2 separate regions of the Sus scrofa genome follow, and region 1 is linked to region 2. The links are chromatin contacts, called in public HiChIP or PLAC-seq maps. All regions are on one chromosome and are shown on one strand. The core of a region is the stretch at or near the end of the contact, and the rest is flanking DNA. Distances in the headings are between cores, read along the strand shown. Region 1 overlaps GRIP1 (glutamate receptor-interacting protein 1). Region 2 holds the start of HELB (DNA helicase B).

What was found. HiChIP or PLAC-seq counts read pairs in DNA pulled down with a chosen protein or histone mark.
Region 1: an H3K27ac HiChIP or PLAC-seq map of skeletal muscle shows a contact between it and region 2. The contact joins the enhancer-like site here to the promoter of HELB in region 2. A contact is called at or near these places in 1 of 5 promoter capture datasets (liver), 4 of 47 Hi-C or Micro-C datasets (alveolar macrophages, blood, fetal liver and 1 more) and 1 of 2 datasets of contacts at active chromatin or transcription factors (skeletal muscle).

Annotation. Positions count from the first base shown.
Region 1 is chr5:30,756,683-30,761,251 of Sscrofa11.1, forward strand. All of the region lies in intron 15 of GRIP1 (glutamate receptor-interacting protein 1), which reads right to left. Among named protein-coding and RNA genes, the nearest start is that of HELB, 110 kb to the left of the region's middle. Within about 2 kb of position 1,644, at least 8 of the 83 cell types and tissues checked have an H3K27ac peak or open chromatin away from gene starts, as enhancers often do. A contact at or near this core is called in skeletal muscle, where this site is marked.
Region 2 is chr5:30,644,123-30,648,653 of Sscrofa11.1, forward strand. It overlaps HELB (DNA helicase B), which reads left to right and starts at 1,256. Exons shown (of 13, transcript XM_003126364.4): 1 at 1,256-1,738; 2 at 3,915-4,325. The coding sequence starts at 1,534.

The sequences.
Region 1 (4,569 bases), core at 394-2,893, 110 kb after region 2:
CCAAAAAGAAAAAATATTAATTCCTTTAGAAAACCCCATGGGCAGGCCTGGAGTAAAGAGACATTTAATTAGTCTGGCTTCCTTACTCAGAGATGATGGTGGAGGTAGCTGTCTGTACACAGTCTCATCCAGACCTGATGGCCCATCTGCCACCAGGAAGGGTTCCAGGAGCATCCTGCTGCCATGTACTCTGGAGGAGGCCCCATCTCCACCCAGCCCAGTTTCCACAGCAATGGTTTCCTCCTAAATTGTTTTCCTACTTGGGACCCAGCTTCTGTCCCTCTCCCCTCTATCTATTTTCACTCGTCCTGGCAACATTTAATTCCTTCTCTTTTCTTCCCAGAACTTTTTAAAAGCATACCTCTGAATATGCTCCTCTCTTCCTTGAAGCTTTTCAATAGTTCCCCAATCCCTGAAGAATAAAACACAACCCCTTGGGCAGGAACTGGACTGGAGCCCCTCTGTTTCCAGAGGTTCCCGCCAACCTTTCCCATCCCAACCTTATCTCCAAACTTCTCTCCCCACTGAACCTCCTGTGGCTCCTTTAAAAGCATTCTTTACACATCGTTTTTTTTGTTTGTTTTTTGTGCATTTTAGGGCCACACCTGCAGAATGGGGAAGTTCCCAGGCTAGGGGTCGAATCAGAGCTGCAGCTGCCGGCCTACACCACAGCCACAGCAATGTGGGATCCGAGCCGCGTCTGCGATCTACACCACAGCTCACAGGCAACGCCGGATTCCTGATGAGGATCAAACCTGCATCCTCATGGATACTAGTTGGATTCCTTTCCACTGCGCCACATGGGAACTCCGTCTTCACACATTTTTAACCTTGCGCTTGTTATAAGCATCTTTCTTCGCCTGGATAATTTCTCCTCTCGTGTTAGAACTTGGCTCAGATGTCTTATCTTTCAGAAAGCCTTCCTGGATCTTTAGCTAAAGCCTTTCCTATGAGATCCTACAGCTCCCAGGGTATCCTTCCTGCATTACTCTTAAAAAACTGTTGCCTCCTCTTCTCCTGTTGAGGAGAAAAATTAAATTTAAACTCTCCCTAATGAGAGAAATTAAATATGAAGAAATACGATTCGGTTGAGTAGGGCTGAGCTTTGGAGAGTCACAAACTGCTGCAATATAATATCTAAGATTCTTTTCTCCCCAAGAACCAATTTCTGCACCCACTGGGAATGCCTCCTCTAGTATATGCTTTGTACTCTATGCTTAAATTGTGTCTCCTTCTTTAGAATAGGATCACCTTGAAAACTGAGATTTTTATCTTCACCTCCCCAGAGCCTCGCTGCAAGGAGACGACAGTAAATGCCTAAACAAACGAGCGAAAGGACGAATGAATGTTAGCCTGACGTCACTGGTTCCGAGCTGTGTGAGTCACCCAACCTGCTACTACAGAGTCTAGTTGAGGTGGATGCAAACCCACTCAGGCTCATCCAAAGAGAGAATAACGCCTAGGCTGATGCGGTGGCAACCGTCAACCTAGAATATCCTCCCTCCACAGCTCCGAGAGGGTCTGCGTCAGCATCAGGCTGCGCATCCAATTCCATCTGCCTTCCTGGGCGTCAGCCCAGCTGGCAGCTGTGAGACTCTGCAGCTCCCCAGGAAGGTGGTAACTGCTGTTTACACTCAGACCATTTTGGAGGTGGAAGCGCTCCAAGACTCTCTCTCCTAGAGGCTGCACCAGCTCAGAAAGGAGCCACGGGAGTGCTGAACCGGAACAGAAAGTTTTCTGAGAGGGAAAGAGGCAGGATCACCAGTCTGTTTCGAAGTGAGCCTACACAGATGTTAATGATATTATAAACGGCTTCTAGATGGCCACAGAAGGTTTACCACTATTAATGAAAGACAAGACAGGGGGCCAGCCACCGTGTTTGTGCTGCTCGGCTCTAGTTAAGGAAATGAATGGCACCACGGCACAGATGCAGAATGGCAGCATTACTTATCTGCAATGTTATTTTCGGGCGTCTTGAGTGTTTAGCAAAATGAACGCTTTCTGGCTTGAATCCATAACGGCAGCTGCTTCTGTGGCCCGATCGGAGGCTCGGATTGGGGAGAGGGCCTCGGGAATGCATAAAATGGACAGGTCAATCAAAGTTCACTTCAACTCACAGTGACGGAATTCATGTCACAGAGTATGGCTCCATTTTTTGGAAGAGGACAGGCCTGAGAAAATACACCATTTACAACAATACCCTCTATGGCTTCCTTCCTCTTGCGTGGTCTTTTGACCCAGGCCGATTCAAAATAATGTTCCAAGGAGTTGTTAAGGGTTTAAGAGTAAAATTTGCAGCTCTTTATGTAAGTGATCATTTGTAAGGTTCCAAGTTAGGCTGCCTTGTGCCAGTGCTTGTCCAAGTGTAGTCTGGGGACTGGTAATGTCAGCAGTATCTGAGAACTTGTTAGAAATGCCCAACCTGGAGTTCCCGTCGTGGCGCAGTGGTTAACGAATCCGACTAGGAACCATGAGGTTGCGGGTTCGATCCCTGGCCTTGCTCAGTGGGTTAAGGATCCGGCATTGCCGTGAGCTGTGGTGTAGGTTGCATACGCGGCTCGGATCCCGCGTTGCTGTGGCTCTGGCATAGGCTGGTGGCTACAGCTCTGATTCGACCCCTAGCCTGGGAACCTCCATATGCCGTGGGAGCGGCCCAAGAAATAGCACAAAGACAAAACAAAAACAAAAACAAAAACAAACAAAAACCAAACAAAAAAAACCAAACAAAAAAAGAAATGCCCAACCTTAGCCCCATCGCAGACCCACTGGGATCTGAAACTCTGGGGAAGGGGCCCAGTCATCAGGGTTTTAACAAGCCCTCTGGTTGACTGTGATACTGATTTGCATTTGAAAGTCATTACCACTTTGAGATAAAGCAGGAAAAAAAAAAGTCATTTTAAAAAATCTCTCATAGTTTCTTCTTGCATCCAGCCTCTTGCTAAAACAACCCCTACCTCTGCTTCTAGCACAGCCAGGATCATTCTCAGTTGCTTTTTTTTTTTTTTTTTTGTCTTTTTGCTATTTCTTGGGCTGCTCCTGCGGCATATGGCGGTTCCCAGGCTACGGGTCCAGTTGGGGTTGTAGCCACCAGCCTATGCCAGAGCCACAGCAACGTGGGATCCGAGCTGCGTCTGGAACCTACACCACAGCTCACGGCAACGCTGGATCCTAACCCACTGAGCAAGGCCAGGGATCGAACCAGCAACCTCATGGCTCCTAGTCGGATTCGTTAACCACTGCGCCAAGACAGGAACTCTCATTTTCAGTTGCTTGTGATGGGGCATTTCTGCTACTTCAATCTAGATTTGGGGCAGGGGTAGGGGGGAAGCTGCGGCAAATTACTTAGCTGACTTAACACTAGTGAACTGAAAAAAAAACATGAAAGCCCAAATTTCTGAAGGGCAGATTTAATTGGTACTAAAGCTATATTTGCCTAAGATTCTATTTGGAAATGTGAACAGGTAATTTGCTTCGGGTGGGACGAACTGCAGCCAGGAAATGTTTTTCTAACTCAGATTAGAGCCCGGAAAAGGAAAATACTGAATTTATAGTCTCTACAAACATGCCAGTTATTAGTAGTGAGGTGCTCTAAATCAAGAGAGAAATCAGTAGTAGCCATATATTTGATTGGCACAGAGGCAGTAATTCAAAGCAGATATTTAGAAATTATTTGGAACCAATATGGACTCCCCCTATTTATTTCCACAATTCGCCCCAATTCTCTACTGTTTTGCTTCAGGGCTTCTTCTCAGATCTCCAAACTCTCCCCTTTTCATCTACACTGGATCCAGATGCAGTAAAGGTGAAACAACAGATTTTATTTCAAGGGGGTTAAGTGCATCTCTGTGGACCTGGGAATTAGGTAACAGCCACTGTCCTAGGCTAGGACCCAGGCAAGCACCTTTGGCTCTACTCAGTCGTGTTTCTGTGGTAATGAAAGATGACAAATGCCGAATTCCCGTTGTGGCTCATTGGGTTAAGAACCCAACATAGCATCCAGGAGGATGCAGGTTCAGTCCCTGGCCTCGCTCAGTGGGTTAAGGATCCAGCATTGCCACAAGCTTTAGCGTAGGTCCTAGATGCTGCTCAAATCCCATGTTGCATGGCTATGGCGTAGGCCAGCAGCTACAGCTCCAATTTGACCTCTAGCCCAGGAACTTCCATATGCTGCAGGTGCAGCCATAAAAAGAAAAAAAGAAAGAGATGACAAAGGAAAAATCTCCTAAAGGCATGATGGCCACTGAATATGGAGGGTGGGGTGGGAATCCCTACACCCCCAATGTTCCAAAAGATTTGGTCACAGTATAATAAAGCTAAGATTAATTCCTAAAACATGTTAATAATGGCCATTGATAGTTAGTGTTCATTGGGGCTCACTTGGTGCCATACATTATTAAGTGCTTCAATATACTGCCTCCTCTGATTGTCAAGATGACCATGTGGAGGAGGCATTCAGTCGACATCATGGATGAGGACACCAAGGCTCAGAGAGGTTAGTTTTCCCAAGTTTCCCAGCTTGTCCATTGTGGAGTCAGTCCAGAGGCCTTAGCCATTTCATTCAGAAACAGA
Region 2 (4,531 bases), core at 6-2,505:
ATTTTAGTATTTTCTCATGTACATTTTTTAAAAAAGGAACAAAAGCACCTTAAGAAGCACCTTAAGAAAAAAAAAAAAAAAACCTGAAGCATAGTTGATTTACAGTTGTGTTGGTTTCAGGTGCCCTAAGTTTAAAGAAAAATCTTTGGTAGTGGCTGTTGTTTATCTATATTAGAATCTAGAATAAGGTGCTTTGGATTTAGCAGTGTATGTATATTTATTTTAGGTTTATTATTGAGTAATTTCATAATAAATAGCGTTAAAATAGTAATGTAGCAATATATTCTATGGTGTTCCTCAAAGAATACCATGACTTTCAAGTGTGGGAACCATGGCTCCAGAATAACTTTTTATATTATTTTTTGCTGAACCGAAGCATGCAGCAGTTCCCAGGCCAGCGATGGAACCGGAGTCACAGCAGTGAGCGGAGACACAGCAATGACAACCCCGGATCCTTAATCCACTGTGCCACCAGGGAACTTTCCGGTATAACTTTTTAAACCACTTCTACTTGTCTTCTTCCTTTCCTGTCTGTACCCTGGGCTGTTTAGTAGACACACTTTTTTGCCTGACTGTGAGTAGGCAGCAGCCCAACTTGAATAAGTTTGGGCGGCCAGACTGTACTCACAGATGAAATGATAAAGAGGATTTAGAAAGTCATCTTGTCCAGTGCTTTCCAAACCTGGCAGAGCATCAAAATGGACAACTCGAAATATGCGTTAAAACAATCCTGGGTCCCTGTCCTAGATCCCCATACAATGGATATGCAATGGGACCTGAGATCTGTATCTTGATTAAAAGGCCTTTGATCATATAAATTTAATTCCTGAAAGAAATAGTGGCCCAAAGCAGTCACGGCTGGACAGATCTCCCGACGGAGATTCGCGGTTCTCCTCTTTAGAATGCGGCGGAAGGGCATTTGGATTTTTGTTTTGGAGTCGTCGGGAAGGGCTTGCTTTTCCGGGCTTTCTAGGCTCGCTAGATTGGTCTTCTCTCGCGGTTCTCTCTACGCAGGACACGCGGTGCGATAGCGGATCCACAAGCGTCACCTGGGCCGCTGCCCAATTAGTTTCTTCCAAGAACCTGGCGAAGCCTTAGGCAAGGCTGCGGGGCGGAGCCAAGAGAAAGAGCCCCTCCTTCTCTGCCCCGCCCCCTTCTCTGCCTCGCCCTCGCCCTGCTCCATCCTATGCCCATCCTCCGCTGGAGGCTTGGGGCGGAGCTTAGACACCGCCCCATCCACTCGGCGCAAGCCAGCCGCGGGGGGAGGGGAAGCGTTCGGGAAAGCTGTTCGTCTTCTTTTAAAAATATATTTCAGGTGTGCAGCATCAGAGTTCAACATATTTGCACACTGCAGCGTAGTCACCACCTCAAGTCTCTAGCTTCCATCCATTCGTATACATTTAACCCACTTCATGCATTTCACCCACCCCCCTGGAAGCTGATGGTCCTGCGGTCGCAGAGCTGATTGGCTGATCTTGGGCGTCTACGCCGCCCGGTTTTCCGGAATTTGGGTTGAGCTGGGGAAAATCGAGTATGGCCTCGTTTAGTCAGCGTGTCTTGTTGAGTCAGCCCTTGCGCGAGCTGCAGGGACCTCTGCTCCCACCCAAGGACCTGCTGGAGGCGGAAGATGATTATCTGAGGGAGGATGTGGAGGATGATGAAGACACGGTGTTTGTCGATGCTGAGGAACTCTGCAGTGGGGGCATAAAGGCTGGCAGCCTTCCCGGGCGGCTCCGTGGTAAGGACGCAACTCGCCCCGGGGAATGGGATTGGAGGATGAGTGAACTGTTTACTAATACGACCTCCACCTAAGTAAGGCGCCCCCTCGCTGCTAACAGGCTTGTTTTGAGATGGTCTAGGTGTTTCGTCTTGTGTAGGCTAAAATTAACAGTAACAGCAATAATAGTAACAGTGGCTTGAGCAAGTACTCTGTGTTAAGCTTGGGCTCCACGTGCATCTCATTTAGTTCACAACTTTTTGAGGTAGTTTCATAGTCAAGAAAACAATGGATATCCAGCCAGTATTCACACTCAGAATCAGGGCTTTTAACTATTTCCCTGTCTTTTCTGGAGTCGAATACGTGGTTATTTTTCAGCTATTTAGACATACACAAGAAACACGTGAAGGCACTGTTAATTCATTAACCTTGTCTTAACCTTGTGATCTGTGTTTACCTTGTATAGTTTCCTGTCCTATGAATTACACCTACTGTGTGTACCTCGTGACTGATGTTTAAGAATGTTTGAATGTTCAGACCAGAACTGTCAGTACAATTTTCTGTGGCGATGGTATTGCTTTATATTAAACTACCCTCTGCAGTAGCTGCTAGCCAGGTGTAGCTGAGAACTTCAGATGCAGCTTGTGCACCTGAGGAGCTGAATGTTAAAATTTAATTGATTTAAGTTTAAGTAGTTATATGTGAGTGGATCGCACGGGTTTAGACAGAACGTTTTTAAGTATATGTGGAGGGTTTAGTCATTTATCCTAAAGCTGTTAGTGACTGGCTACCACATTCAAGCAGTGTGTTTGTTGCTAGGATATTCTGTAGAGATTAGGTGGAGATTGCTGTCTTAATGGAGTTTACCCTCTCCTGAGTTAAACAGACATTTGGTAAATAATCACAGGAGAGGGAGTTCCCCTTATGACTCAGTAGGTTAAGAACAGGACTAGTATCCTTAAGGATGTGGGTTCTAGTTCTGGCCTCGCTCAGTGGGTTGAGGATCCTGCATTGCCTTGAGCTGTGGTGTTCCAGATGCAGCTGGGCTCCCCCATCGCCGTGGCTGTGGCATAAGCTGGCAGCTGCAGCTCCCATTCAACCCCGTGCCTGGGAACTTCCATATGCTGCAGGTGCGGCCCTAAAAAAAAAAAAAATCACTGAAGTAACTATATTATTACTTAGTGCTTAGAAGGAATAGTATGTAGTGCTGTGAGAAGCTATATTCATGAGATTCAGGGAAGGCTTTCCTGAGGAAGTAACAATTAAGCTGAGGTCTGCAGTAAATGCGGTAAATAGTAAGGAAGAAAATATTTAAGGCAGGTGAAATAGCTTCTGCGAAGGCCCTGTGGTGGGAGGGACCATGTGGTGGGAGGGACCTGAAGTTGGTATTAGCTGAGACCAAAGTAGCAGAGGGAGGACTGCTTTTAGAAGAGGAACAAAAGGAGCTCCCATTGTGGCTCAGTGGAAACAAACCCGACTAGTATCCATGAGGATGTGGGTTCAATCCCTGGCCTCACGCAGTGGGTCAGAGATCTGGGGTTGCTGTGAGCTGTGGTGTAAGCCAGCAGTTGCAGCTCTGATTCGACCCCTAGCCTGGGGTTCCATATGCCACAGGTGTGATGGCACTAAAAAAAGAAAACACAGGAGTTCCTGTCAAGGCGCAGTGGTTAACGAATCCGACTAGGAACCATGAGGTTGTGGGTTCAATCCCCGGCCTTGCTCATTGGGTTAAGGATCTGGTGTTGCCGTGAGCTGTGGTGTAGGTTGCAGACTCGCTTGGATCCTGCATTGCTGTGGCTGTGGCGCAGGCCAGCGGCTACAGCTCCGATTAGACCCCTAGTCTGGGAACCTCCATATGCTGTGGGAGCAGCCCAAGAAATGGAAAAAAGACAAAAAAAAAAAAAAACAAACAAAACAAACAAACAAAAAAAACCCCACAGAAGACAAAGGAGAGACATTTGCCATGTACCAGGTACTTCCCTCCTGTAGAACAAAGACAAATGAGACATTGTCCTATTCTAGAGGACTTACAGTGTAATAGAGGGGGGACAGAAAAGCAGGTAAGTGGAAAACAGACACTGTAATAGATAGCTGCGCAGGTACTGTCCAGGGATTAAAAAGAGTGGTGGATTTGCCAAAACACTGGGGAAGAGGTTTTAAGTTAGCCTAAATTAAACTTTTCTTTTCTTCTTTTAAGTTTCAATTTTGGATGAAAACACTCAACAACAATGTGACGTGTTTGGCCGTTTTCCATTAATGGGGGCTTGGTGGCGAGTGAAGGTACAGGTAAAGCCTGTAGGATCAAGGATCTATCAAGTTCAAGGATATCCATCTTACTTTTTACAGTCCGATATGTCACCACCAAATCAAAAACAGATCTGTTCCCTCTTTCTTAAAGACTGTAATGTCTCCAGTGATAACAGAATGAAATTTTTAGCATGGGTGAATGAGAGATCGAACTATAAAGACCTCAACTTTGCAAATCTTAGGGAAACATTACGAGCTTACCAAGAGGAAGTTGGAAGGAATGGTCAAAAACAATCTACACAAAAAACACAGGACACGTCATCCCCAGATGACAAGGTATCACTTCCTCTGGAAAACACAAGTAAGTGATTTTATCATCAAGTTTTAGTGTAATTGAGATACTTGATGGCTTGTGTGTTTAAAGTATTACCACTTTTCTTTTTTAAAATTGGTTTGGTAAAAATGTGTTTATGTTGTTTTTGGAGTATGTCATTGACATTGTAGGTTCCTCATTGAGAATACGGAGAGATTGGGTGACACAATCTTTAAACACCTTTCCGTTCCTTC